Regions from separate parts of the Mus musculus genome. Here regions 1 and 3 are each linked to region 2. A link is a contact called in public Hi-C data. All regions are on one chromosome and are shown on one strand. Each heading gives the region's core, a stretch centred on a gene start, on an enhancer-like site or on the middle of the called end of the contact. The rest is flanking DNA. Distances are from core to core; before and after follow the strand shown. Region 1 overlaps Camk1d (calcium/calmodulin-dependent protein kinase ID). Region 2 has its middle 42 kb from the start of Gm29857. Region 3 overlaps Camk1d (calcium/calmodulin-dependent protein kinase ID).

What was found. A called contact is a pair of places that touch in the nucleus more often than the background predicts.
Region 1: a contact with region 2 is called in a Hi-C map of the N1E-115 cell line, with 2.8 times the contacts expected there. The contact joins two enhancer-like sites. A contact is called at or near these places in 3 of 484 Hi-C or Micro-C datasets (the N1E-115 cell line, cortical neurons and forebrain) and 1 of 115 datasets of contacts at active chromatin or transcription factors (embryonic stem cells).
Region 3: a contact with region 2 is called in a Hi-C map of the N1E-115 cell line, with 3 times the contacts expected there. The contact joins two enhancer-like sites. A contact is called at or near these places in 2 of 484 Hi-C or Micro-C datasets (the N1E-115 cell line and nephron progenitors) and 1 of 115 datasets of contacts at active chromatin or transcription factors (embryonic stem cells).

The regions. Positions count from the first base shown.
Region 1 is chr2:5,593,639-5,598,549 of GRCm38.p6, forward strand. The region is part of intron 1 of Camk1d (calcium/calmodulin-dependent protein kinase ID); the gene reads right to left. Among named protein-coding and RNA genes, the nearest start is that of Gm36853, 110 kb to the left of the region's middle. Within about 2 kb of position 2,438, at least 37 of the 459 cell types and tissues checked have an H3K27ac peak or open chromatin away from gene starts, as enhancers often do. A contact at or near this core is called in the N1E-115 cell line, where this site is marked.
Region 2 is chr2:5,768,235-5,772,563 of GRCm38.p6, forward strand. No RefSeq gene overlaps it. Among named protein-coding and RNA genes, the nearest start is that of Gm29857, 42 kb to the left of the region's middle. Within about 2 kb of position 1,642, at least 53 of the 459 cell types and tissues checked have an H3K27ac peak or open chromatin away from gene starts, as enhancers often do. A contact at or near this core is called in the N1E-115 cell line, where this site is marked.
Region 3 is chr2:5,574,879-5,579,257 of GRCm38.p6, forward strand. The region is part of intron 1 of Camk1d (calcium/calmodulin-dependent protein kinase ID); the gene reads right to left. Among named protein-coding and RNA genes, the nearest start is that of Gm36853, 95 kb to the left of the region's middle. Within about 2 kb of position 2,388, at least 26 of the 459 cell types and tissues checked have an H3K27ac peak or open chromatin away from gene starts, as enhancers often do. A contact at or near this core is called in the N1E-115 cell line, where this site is marked.

The DNA of each region.
Region 1 (4,911 bases), core at 1,188-3,687, 170 kb before region 2:
AGATGTCAGAGTTGCTTTCTTAAGGTAGAATAATCCTAGTGGATGCACACACAAACTCCATTTATACTTTCAGCTATTCATGGTAACCTGGGTTGTCTTCACCTTTGGCTGATGTCAATAATGATGTTAACTTGTGGAAGGATAACCTGAGGTACCAAAGAAATATATCCTCATAAGAACAGGCAACTATCTGAAGATTTAGATCAGGATAGAACAACTGCATCTACCGTGAGATGCTTGCTCAATGATGTCTCCATTAAATCCTAGGTTTGGTGAGAGAAACGTGTAGTTCAGGACCAGCTAGCACCTTTCTCAGGCTCCCTGAAAGAAAGCCATGATGAAAACCATTTGGTCTAAGTGGTTTGCTGAGTGGAAGAAATGACCAAGGCAGATGACAAAGTCATAATTGTTGGATATGGTTAGGAGGCACATCTACCTGCACAGGAAGAAGGAGGGATCAAAATGAGCTACTGCCAGAGACAGCCAGAGACAGGTGGGTTTAAAGAGAAGGTGCAGCAGGCAATCCCTAAGAGATGAAGAGTTGGGAATCAAAATAAGATTCCAGAGGAGGGTAAGCCACATGTGAGGAATAACGATGGACAATTTCCTATAAATAGAAACTGGCAAGAAAGCCACGAGCTCTGGGCCTCTGTATAAATCAGAAAAGACTTCCTTTCTCCAGAGTATCACTTGACTGAAGTGTTAAAATGTGTATGTAGTGGCTGGCCATGGATCAACTGGCTATGCCATCTACTTGTTCTCTGCCATTCCTAGAAAGGGGACAATAGGATTTCCTAGGTTTACTGTGAACGAGGTACTGAGACCAATCTTAGATTCGGCTTTCCTCTGCCTCATTAATGGAAACAAAAGAAGAGGCAAAGAGCTGAACATGGAGGCACAAACTTTGATTCCTACCTGCTGAGGCAGGAGGATTATAAGTTCAAGGCATGTCTGAACTTCAGAATGAGTTCATAGACCAGTCTGGGCAAATGGCAAGACCCTGCCTCAAAAAGGTAACGAGAGAGCTGAGTAGACAGTGCAGCACTTGCCTAGCAGGCGTGAGGCCCTAGGTTCAATTCCCAGGACTGCCGAAAACACACGGGGTGGGCCAGCTAGATGGCTAAGCGGGTAATGGTGCCTAATTGCCCAAGTTCAATCCCCACAGCCCATATGTTGGAAGGAGAGAAATGAACTAATTCACCCAACTTGTTCTTTATCCTACAAATGTACTCTGCCATGCAATTGTGCGCGCGCTCGCATACCCCCCACACACATACACACACTAAACAAACAATATCACTTGCTCATTGCTGGGCCACCTCTCTATCCCTCAGGCTAGCCCTTTCCTAAATACAGATTCTCAGCACAGCGATCCATGGAGGACACAATACCATCTGACCTTACAAAGGAAACCTACGTACATATGGGCCACGCCATCAAAGGCTATTTTGGCCTCTTTGTTCCTCTACCAATTCATTAGGTTGAGGAGCACATCTTGTACACAACTCACCCAAACACAGAAACATGACGAAATGGGGCTCTAAAGGATGTCCAAACTGGAGGCCAGCGTGGCATGCTCAGGCAATAGTGACCAGGCTTTCACAACCATTAGAAATCCACCCTGGCCTACCCTTGCAGTCTATAACTGGGTACCCAGTATTCCAACAATCAGACCAATAAATCATTTCCTGTACAGATTGGCTCAGGTAACTTGAAAATGTTCCAGTTTCATAGATATTTAGAGACCAATGAGTACTGTACTAAGAGCTACAAATACAGAGGAAACCCAACGTCGAGTGGATTCCCCCATCCCAGCTCCTCTCTGAGTTTTGGATAGGAATACAAGAAAGGGCCTGGCTCCTTCCACCTCCAGAGTGAAGTCTGCAGAGAATCTGAGTCCTATATTATCCCTTCTCACCACCCACGGCACTCTCAGAAGCAACCAGCATGGTCATAATCCATCTGACATACAAGTAAAACATGAACAAAGACTTGGGAACTTAAGGTGGCTGCCATCTCTACTCACCCAGCATACAGCAAAGCTGGTAATACTCACTGACTCTAATATCTTCTTATCTATGACTCTTAGCCAAAATAATATGTTCAGAAGTGCCCTTCCTATGGGAGGGAACAGTAAGTTTCCAAATACACGCCATACACAGAGAGCTGGGCGGGGAGGATTGAGGTCACTTTCTGTTTGGGATTGGCCCTGCTTGGCCCTGCTTTGCCCTGCATTGTGTTTCTTTGCTTCTGTGCATAATAGAAGATGTCATCTTGGCCTTGATAAAGAGCAAGCGGCGATAACGCCACACAGCCAAGATCTAGCTTTGTCATGAGAGGCATAATTAAATTCTCATAAACCAGACACTACAACTGGCCCATCTGCTTCTCCTCTTAGTCATTCTCTGCTGTACAACCCTGCTGAGCAAGCAGGAAGGGATGGGCATTGCTTGCAATGAACATAGAGATCTTGCTCTATAGACTGTAGGAAAAGTCTCCTCTAAGAAGTGAAGTGTCAGAGACAGAAGTAACAGGGATGATGGTACAGGTAACACTGAGAAGTTGCTAAGCCTTAGTGTTATACACTATAGATTCATGATCTTAAAAATTGCAAAGCAGGATTAATGCTGACAGACAGACAGATATTTTGAAGCTTTGTATGTGCACACACCCCTAGAGCAGGCCACTCACTACAAGCAACTAGCACATCTGTTACTGTTAGACACATACACACACACACACACACACACACACACACACACACATGCCTCAGCAAGTACAGGAAAGCACAAGCCTTGTGGGGCTATTGAAGCTGTAAGATCTCTAACATACATCCATGTCCTACCAGCCGAATGTCCTCAGAAGCAATGTTAACTCTCCTTGAATAAAGCCCATGATCCTAGAGCCCATTATACTATAGTCTCTGCCCTAAGAATTCAGATTATCACTGTAACATTGCCATACAGCAGGAGAGCAAGAAAAAAATGTTCTTTAACCCCTCCCCCAACCTCTGTGTGTGTGTGTGTGTGTGTGTGTGTGTGTGTGTGTGTGTGTGTTAGGAGTCTCCTTCAATCACTCTTCACATTATTTTTTTAAGGAGTATTTCTCACTGAACCTGAAGCCCCAGAATTCCGCTAGACCTGCTGGCTAGCAGGCCCTGGGATCCAACTGTCCCTGGCTCTCACTGCCCGAGGTAAAGACATAGACTGTCACATTCAGTGGTTTAGCTGGGTGCTGGGGATCCAAAGTCAGGTCCTCACGCTTTCTAGCAAGCACTCTGCCTGCGGAGTCAAAGCAATATTCAAACGTGATCGTCCACCTTCTGCTCTGTACTACTGAAGCCCACATCCTAATTCTGCATGGCCGGCCCGGCAGTAACAGGAAGAAGGGAAGCAGAGGCGGCTGAGGAAGCAGCACACTCGGTTAGCTCTGCATGACATGTATTTATTCACACGGTGGAGCCTGCGAGCGAAGGGCTCGGATCTCTGCTTGCTGATGTTCCCACCCATTCTCCCACCAGCCCACTCTGCTTCCACATCCTTGCTCACTTGTGTGCCCCCTTCCCTCCTCTCCTTACCTGCTTTCTCCTCCCTTGATAAAAGTAGCCAGGCTGCCAGACAGCTGTGACACATGCCAACAGGGAACCTGTACTCAGGTGTAAATCCAGCTTCCAGGAGGGGCTTTTTTTTGTTTGTTTCATGCATCTCATTGAATATATTTAAATACATTATATACAGCCCCTGGCTGCAGGAGGCAGAAAGAAAAGCAAGTGCTCTTTCTGAACTCCCAGCAGTAAATAGAGAAGGCACGGGTGTGTGTGTGTGTGTGTGTGTGTGTGTGTGTGTGTGTGTGTATACATGTGTGTGTCTGTGTGTGTCTATGTGTGTCTACGCACACAAAACCACATATGTACATATAAAGATATATACACCCTTATGTACATATATTCATATATACATATGTACTTACATGTATGTATTCATGTAGGTGTACGTATGAGCACATAATACATATACACATACATGTATACATTCACATGTATATACACATGCATGTGTGAGCACACGTACACACACAATTCACTGGGTGGACAACAGTGCAATATGATTAAACATGTACTAAGGGGGGAAATGCATCAATGCTGGTCTTAAGGAACCCTGAGCTGGCACCCAGTTCCTCTCTGAAGGGAAGATGGACTCCAAAGGGGAAAGACTGAAAATGTTGCCACAGAAATGAACAGGATCTCTGATGCCACAAAACTCTAAGTCTGGGCCCAGAGCCACGAAGCCACGGAGTCATGGAGCCACATCCTAAGCCTGCCTTTTTTCGGATGCTGCTGGAGTCACTCTTTCTGGCCACACCCCAGGTCAGCACCTGGGCAGGCTACAAGGCCTCACATTTATCACATGAGCTTTGAGCTTAGGAGTTTGTACTCTGGTGACAAAGTCCCCAGAGTGAGGCCTGCCTCTGCTGCTTCAGGGGACCTTAGGCTTCCATTCCTCCTTTGTAACTCAGAGATTGAGGACAGCTCTTGCCTGTGGGACATGGGAGGACATGGTACACTCTCAATACTACTACATAAAGGTCACCTTCTGTTCCCTGGGCCTTGTCATCACTTCAGCTAGGTTTAAAAGCCAAACATTTCATCTCTTGGCCCCCAATCTACATACAGGTAAACTGAGGAACAGGCTAGTAACTGGCAGTGTCTCTGTCCTTCAGGCATAAGTTGACACCATGACAAGTTCCTTTCACCTGCCTGGAGTCTCAGTATTACAGACTAGCCTTTCTCCAACCAATCCTGCTACCACCAAGGGCAACTCTTCCTAAAACACTGCCCACCCTGGCCTTCCTCTGCCCCAGAGTCAACCATGCACCCTCTTTATTTACAGTTCAGCATCTCCACTTTTCCAA
Region 2 (4,329 bases), core at 392-2,891:
ATAAAATAATTTGTTCAAAATGTTTATGGGAAATGAGTTTGAATTTAGATTCTCTTCCCACTCAAATGATCAATAGCATGTGAAAGGGCAAAAAAGAACTGAGTTTTTCTACCCACGTGCCCACCATGAAGAGTTAGTCAAGAAACTACTTTGGCAAAACAAAAAAAGAATTGAAGAAAGGGAATGAAATATGGTCAAAGGAACAGTGTCAGTCAAATATGAACCAGAAGGGGAAGCCATTAGGCTGTGCAAGCAGAAAATTGTAGAACCAGAAGCCTGAACTTTTGTTTCACTAGGCTCATTTATATTTCAAGAAAGGCTCTTCTGGAAAAACTCACAGCTCTCTGAAGATATTTAGCTCCATTTAGCAGGGCCTTTGGTCCATCTCATCTTACTCCACAGTGTTGAATCCACTTACATGTAGCAGTGACACACACTGTGATTGACACCAGCAATTTTCAGAGCCCAGCCTGGTGCTTTGTCAAATGATCCATCTCTAGCCATCCCCTAGGGATTTCCTACCAATAAGAAAGGAAAATGGCTGAACTCAAAGATCTGAAGCATGTGCTATTTGTCAGAGGCAAAAATTGGGACATGAGACCAGACTGATAAGTAAAATTATATTTTTTTCAGAACCAAACAGGAAGAATATTTAAAATCAAGCCATTCTTGCCAATTCAAGATAAATGTAACCAATATTGTTCTGGGGTACCCGTGGAAGCATGACAAGATGAAAATCTGAGGTCCTCGGCCAGGGGTGATTTCCTTGTTGATGGACCCCTTCTGGTCCCAGAGACTCACCCTCCTCTTATCAGGGTGAGTACCCAGGGTGTTCCCACTGACTCACTCCATAAGTCCACATTCCTTACATATTTGTTTGATGGTTGCATATGACAGCCTGGATCAGGGCCAGATGGCTATGTAGAAAGCATCAAACCCAACCTCTTCTCTCTTATCCCTGGTGGTTTAGTTCTGGTCCCACACTGTCTGCCCTACTTAACCAACAAGTTCTGCAGCTGGAAAGCTTGGGAATTGTAATGCTAGTGTGATCTTCGGAGTAGAGGGGAGTGGCGGTGGATAGAGCATCTTACTAACATTTGTAGCTACTTATCAAAAGTGTTTCTGCTTACCTCCTGTAGCAGTCTGCTTAGAAAGGCCAGGCCAGATGCAGTGGCACACACCTGTAAACCCAGAACTTGGGAGGTCGAGGTGGAAGGATTAGGGGTTCAAAATCATCCTTGATTACATAGTGAGTTCATGAATTCAAAATAAACAAATAAACAAGGTCTGAAAAGTACAACATTCTATCTTGTTACAACCCCTGTGTTATTTTGATGTTTCTTATTGAGTAGGACCCTCAGCAACCATAGAGCTAACTGGTCTACCTCTTAATGAATTCTGAACATGACCCCTTAGAAGAACAACAATTCTAAGGATTTACACCCACAACATACACTCTTATACCCACCTTCTGTTTCCAGGGCTCCTGCCTGGAAACAACATCATCATTGGCCTTGGCCACAAGAATGCCCTGGTGTCAGATGAGAGATAAAGATAAGAGCTGCAGGCCTCCCTTCCCCCAGGACATTGTGTCATATTCAGGAAGTCCTAACCAGAGGCTGATAAGAGCTGGGCAGATTCACTTCCCCAGAGATAGTTTCATACCCAATGATGCTGGTTCTGGATCCAGAAAGACAGTAGAGCCTTGCCACATAGCAACAGGGATGTACTAGAGAGAGGTTTATTTCACTTTAAGGACACATGCCTCTCATTCCACTCTCACAACAAATATCAAAAAATGTGGTGGTTCAGGCCTTTGAGTGCAGCACTGAGGAGGCAGAAGTAGTTGACATCTGTGAGTTCAAGACCAGCTTGCTCTACAAAGAAGATTCCAGGACAGCCAGGGCTACACAGAGAAATCCTGTCTCGAAACCTCCCTCCACCCCAACAAAAAGAAAGAGAAAAGGAAAAAGTGGTTCTGTCCCAGAATTGAAAAATCTGTGACTGCTAGACTGGCTTAATTTCTGATTCATCTGCTAATCCAGGAACATCCAGTGATATGCTAACAGGCTTGTTGGGGTTTATGTAGCTAACATCACTTACCTTAGAGTTCAGAGTCAGCCTTCCTTACACAAATGAGTTATTACAGCTCCACTGAGTTTCCTAGTTATACTGCCAATCTCCCCATGTTTAATTAAGGAACAGCAGAAAAACTCCCAAATTCACCGTTAGTTGGGATGCAGTTACTATAACAAACACTTGAATTAAGGAAACCAAGGGTCTGAGGTTTAAATCAACAACTACAAAACACAACAGAGAGAGGACAGAGCACATGGCCCTCTTACTCCACTGGGACCTGGGGAGAAGATCCAGTGTCTTCAGTCACAAGCCAGGTGTCACTTTAGCTGCTGTTAATAGGAAAAATTTAGTTGGAAGGCACAGCATAGTTAAAGGATATAAGAGGAGAGTCTCCATCATTAAAAACTCATACAGTGATTCAGACTTTTGTCTCCATGGAAACAACATCATCAGCTCTGCCAAGTGTCTCCACTCCAAGTACAAGGACCTAAAAGTAGGGAAAGCCTTTCATTAACTAAGCCAGGCGCCATCTTGTGGTAAGTCTCTTAGCAACGTGGAAGAAGCCACAGACTAAATGTTTCCCAAAATTATCTGTAGTGGACAAAACATCCGGAGCTTTTCCTTCCAACTAAGAACTAAGAAAGAGCCCATAACACTCTTCCGGGGATCTAAGAGTTAGCAGTTGTGATTTCTTCACCCCAAAGTCAGCAATCTTTAGAAAAAAAGGAAGAAAATTTGAGGAAGTAACTCAGCAGTTTTACGAAAGATATTCTTTAAATGACAGTGTACACCCCTTTTATTGGAGAAGCTTCACCCAGCGAGTCAGGGCCTGGGCCCTGTTGCTCCGTTTCCTGTCTGGATGGTTTAAAGGGAAGAGTGTGTTCCACATGTGGTCATGGAAGGTTTTCACACAGCCCCGAAGGGAGCCTGAGCATGTGGATCCTGGTTCCTACTTATTTTGTTTTTCAGAAATTATTAACCAAGGTCATCCCTGTGGATCTTATGAGAACCAGCTGCAGGTGATCCACTCATGTAAGAAAACTTCCCATAACTGACTGCACCAGGGCGACCAGGATCGAAGCTAAGGAAGGTTCCACAGTGCTGTCAGTGGATATCAGTGTTAAGGGTTTGACAGAACACCACACTGGTTAGAGGTGGTGCTAAGCTCTGTATTTTGTGTGGTTACAATACCAACATGCTTGTAGAGAGTGTCATAGACCTAGGCAATGTTAGTATTTTATTACCTCACCCAGCCTCACAGCAGACAGACTCTCAAATTCACCATTAGTTGGGATGCAGTTGCCATAACAAACACCTGAAACCACCACTACCTTACAAAGAAAAGGCTTGGATCATAGATTTGATGTTCTTGTCCAGGACAATTGTGCCTATAGCTTTGGACCTCCAGTAAGGTACCACATCAAGGTGAAAGTGTGTGGTAGAGCTAAGTAACTCTCCCTAGGACTAGCACATAAGAGAGAGAAGCCAGGATTTCCCAGCCCCCTTCAAGGGCAGTAATCTAATGTTCTGAGGCATTGCACTAGGCCCAATCTCTTAAAGTTTCTGCCACCTCCCAATAGTGCCCAGTGGGGACCAGGATTCTATAAGCATGTCTAACCTGTAGGTCTGCACAAATTTAGAAATTTAGTTAAAGCATTAAGGGGTGTGTGTGTGTGTGTGTGTGTGTGTGTGTGTGTGTGTGTGTGAATGTGGAGGCCTGAGGAAAACCCGAACTGTCATTCTTCAGATGCCTTCCCCCTCTTGTTTGTTGAAACAGGCTTTCTCATTGGTTTGATAGACATCAAGTAGGTTATACTGACTGGGCACTGAGGCACAGGAATCCATCTTTCTCTGCCTCCCTGGTACACACCACTGTGTCCAGTTTGTGTGTGTGTGTGTGTGTTCCACATATTCTTTTATTTTTATTTCATTACATTTCATTTTTTACTTATTCACTTTACATCCCACTCACTGCCCCTCCCTCCCCATCACACCCTCCACAACCCATCCCCATCCCCTGTCCCCTTCTCCTCTGAGTGGGTGGGGTCCTCCTCAGGTGTCCCCCACCTTGCATGCCCAGTTTTTAAATGTAAATTTTGAGAGAGTGAACACAGACCCTCATGCTATTGATGCAAAGCATTTCTGCAGTTTTTCACCTCAGTCTCAAGACTTTTTGTAATTTTTTTTTTTTTGGTAATTTGCACTTTTTTTTCAAGCATGACCTTTGTAGATAATATTGTTACTTCATGC
Region 3 (4,379 bases), core at 1,138-3,637, 190 kb before region 2:
ATATGTTTTAATGTATACAAACAGAGGAACAGCACCAGGAAAGGGAAGGAAGACAAGAAAGTCAGGCTGAGGCTGTGTCCCAAGGCTAGGGGTAGGGGCAGCTGCCAGACACGCAAGGGATGGCAGGAACATCAGCAAGGAGTTGTGGTTTGCAGTGAAACGCACAGTGCTCAGCACACACTGTGTGTGCCTGTGCATCTCAGGCCATCGGGAGTCACAACTCTGTATAATCTTATGACAGACAGAATCACCATCTGCCAAAGATACCCAGGTTCTAGTTTGTAGGTATGCCACCAGACACAGCCAATGAGACTTTGCAGGTGTGACTAAGTTGTCTATCCTACTATGGTAAATGTCCTGGATTTTCAATAATCACAATAATAGGAGGACACAAAAGGGCAACTTCTTGAATGAAGTGACAAAGAGGGCAGGATGACATCCATGCTGGAAGAGACACTAGCCAAGAGAAACATTGAGCCCTTACCTAGCAGTTAGAGAAGCGGGGTTGGGGGGGGTGGGCTTGTCCCATCAGGGAAGAGCACAAGCCCTTCTAATATCTTTAATATCTAATATTTTCTAATATCTTGAGCTTTGCCTGGCAAGATTCAGTTTGGGACTTCTGACCAAAACTAAGATAATTTGTGATACCCCAAGGTCTATAAGCGTTGCTAATTTGTGACAGCAACAGTAGGAAATAAACACAAAAATATCATTGTTGTTGTTGTTATCATCATCACCATGCAGAAACTAGGCTTAAGAAGTTATACAAGTCTCAAAGCTACTAACCAGGAAGCAATAATACTCATACTCAGGTGTGTGGTGTGGACAGGATGATGCCCTGGGGGGGAGGGGGGAGCAAGGGTCCCACACTGTGTGTGCTCTGAACATCTGATGCAAGGCTGTGCACCTGATGCTGGCTGTCACTACAAGGGGTGGCCTAAGCAAGTGGGGAAGATAACCAGAGCTGATCAATATGCAATATCTTCACTCCAACCAAATGGATTGTGTTCTGTGTCCTTTAAATATCCCTTTGAACATGAACAAATGATTTGGGCATTCAGGAGGTCCGTGTATGGCCAACAATTTCCTTATTTTGATACTTAAGGGCATTAAAAAAAAACACTTTATCTTTACCTTTAAAGATGCTTCTCCTCTTGTTTGTCTTTGCTCCACAAAGGAAATACCTGAGGCACACTTCAATCACTGAGCTGCATCTTGGGTAATTTCCTAAATAAAGCTGTGAGCAGAAGGTGGCCGTGACGTGTACTAGTCTATGCATCCTTAGAAGTACAGAAGTGGAATCTGTGTGTGCATGTGTGTAACTGGAGACTGAGCCAGAGCCGCCTCCGTGTTAGGAAAGTGCGTGGCCTCCAAGCTATGGTGTCAATCCTTCTAAGTACAGACTAGAATATAGACAATGATTCCTTCCCTGACCACGATACTGTATCCAAAAAAAATGAAGCTCTTATAGCCTTGTCACCATCACCATCCTCATCTTAACCACAGGATCACCACACCTCCACTGCTGTTTATTAAAGCTTACTGTAAAGAACAATTACCAGCCACATTTTTATTCTACCAACAACTCTTCATAGTAACATTAGTATGTCCATTCTACAGCTGACAAAACCAGAGCTCAAGAAGATCACATTTTTGCTGTCAGGCTAATAAAACTGACGGCCTAATCGTGACTGGATGATAAAGTCATTCTCTGTCATTTTGAGACACTTCCGCACCAGTCTAGCTGTGGTCAAACCTCAAATTCAGAAAGAACGATAATAGTGAATTAACAAGGGTTTCTCGCCGTGCTCCCCACCCTCCAAGTGTCCAGAGTCCCCCACCCATACCTTATAAGTAGTAACTTATGCCAGAGAAATCCATTAACTACGCCATAACCAGAGGACCTTCCAATAGAGCGAGCTGACCTTCTCCAGGTTCCTGACAGTGTTTACCACTCGCCAAGGCTGAAAGCAGAGACTCAATTCCCTCCTGCTTTCCTGAGCCTGCACCCTCTGCTGGGAGAGAAGGCCGCTATTTTTCTGCTGAACTTTCCCCCTAGAACACTTTTTTTCAGTGTTCTAGGCTTGGCCTTGGCATTTTCAATGTGTTATAATGTACACTCTTCCCAAAGCACAAACACTCAGCAGGAGCTAAACTGGCCCTTGTGCCCGCCCACTGGTCCTGTCTCTTTCTAAATGGCCCACACATCTCATTATTCATTTCCTGATGGATGGAGCCAACCTAATCTTCCTGCACAATTGGCAGGCCCTGTAGTCTCCTACAACATAAGCACATTAACTTTACCCCAACCCTTAGAAAAATTGATACCTCTACAGGCTCTGCTATGGGGAGACGTTGTGTTTGCTGTTCAGCCACTTACACACACAGCTGCTAAGCAATTATTATAAAGAGTTGATGATACACATGTTCCTGGCCAAAGCCAACAGTATGTCTGCCCTGTGACTGCCCACAGAACAAAAAGATGATAGTGTGTTTCTACACCCTGCCCCCAAACTAAAGGCCAGAGCATGGCAGTATTTTTTTTTCCAGTTCCTTGGCTGTGGGGGTTATAAGCCCTCAGAAAGAATGTAGGCACAAACATGTTCTTGACTTCACCTCCAAGTCCCGAAGGGCTGGAACTAGGACCAGGCTCAGAGCATCACAGAAGCCCCAGCCCAGGCACATGCCACTCAACCTGGCCTAGGAGGGCAGAGACGGGTTCCAGCTGCAGGGTACACCACAGATCCTCCTTCGAAGCTTCTCTGACCCTTGGGGATGGGCTGCCCCGAAATTCAGGACAGACAGGTCAAAACAAGACAGTTCCCAGAGCAAAGATTGCACAGGCCGAGTGACTTGAGGGCCTCCGAAGCACTTGGCTGTCTAAAGGTCTCTTCCCAAATTGGCCCATGATTAAAGCGCTTGAGATTCCATCAGCAAGCCACTTCCCGTTAAGAGACACAACTATTGACATCCCCACAGAAATCAGAGCATGCTTCCTGGGAACAGGCCAATGTGCCACACAAAGACATTAGCAGGACACAGCAGGAAGTCCTTAATGAAACTGGAAACTGGCCATGGTTTAAACATGAGTTAGCCCTATGAAGAGCAGCTGCTCTTTCAAGGAAATGAGAATAACAAGCTGCCACAGATCACATAAGACAAGGTGTTTTGAACTGTCCCTCAAGGTACGGAGGGACCACTCTCTGAGGCAAAGAACCTCAGACACAGTGGGCAGGTCACTGCAGAGGTGGGGGGGGGGGCATTCAGGCCATTTAGTCACTGAACACACACTGAACAAAAGTATATGGAGAGAGATGAAGGGCGTGCTCTGGTCCTGGAGACTCCCGTGCCAGGCGGAGGGAGACAGAGGAAACAAGTTCCTGTGTAGCTGGTAGGTTGGATCAGTGGGTAAAGCACTTACCAGGCAAGCATAGCACCATAAGTAAAGCCTCCAGAAGCCATATAAAAATTGCTAGGTATGGTGACATACACTTGAAATCCCAGCTCTGAGAAGGTGGAGGTAGGAAGCTAGGTGGGTGGGGGCCAGCCAACCTAGCCTAAGCAGTGAGCTCCAGACCAGTGAGCGACTGCCCCCAAACAAGGGACATGGCACCCGAGTAACGACAGGTAAGACTGTATTCTGGCCTCCACACATATGTATGCACAGGCACATGAAACACACATACAAACATGTGCAATCACATACACGTAAAAGCACATTTCATATATACATGGATACATAAAGACTCAAACACACGGGCAGTTTGCAAGGATGAATGCATGGACAGAGCAAACCGCTGCTGACGATTGCATGGAGCAGGGGGAGAGGCACGAGCCTATGCAGGAGAGCTTTCCAGAGAAGAGACCCACAAACCTGAGGCTCGGGCTTATCGGCATCCCTCCTTATCCCAGACACTCTGTCCTATCTTTCTGCGTCTACTGAGCCTACCTGCTTATCGACCAGATACTTCCCCTGCCTCATGCTGGGTGCTCCATGGTGGCTTGAACCCCTCCTCTCTACCCCACTACAAAAGAGGACTACTGAACAATCCCATGAAATCATTCCATTATCATGCTTCCACAGATGCTCTGGGATAACTTTTCTTTCACCATTGCAAAAATTAGAATTTATTGGCATTCATGTTCTCCTCTGAACTATGAAAAGCCCACCATTCTTGCTGGAATTCGTTCATGAATCTACCTGGACTTGTCTTTTTTTTCCTACTTGAAAGACAAATATGTTGTTCTACCACAGCCACCTTCAGCTGATAGCTTTAAAGGAGAACTCCATGCTTGCCCTCAGACTTGAACACCCCACGCCATGTCTAGTAACTGGCCTACACCTCCCCTGCTCTCCCTAGGACTGGCACATCCCCCCT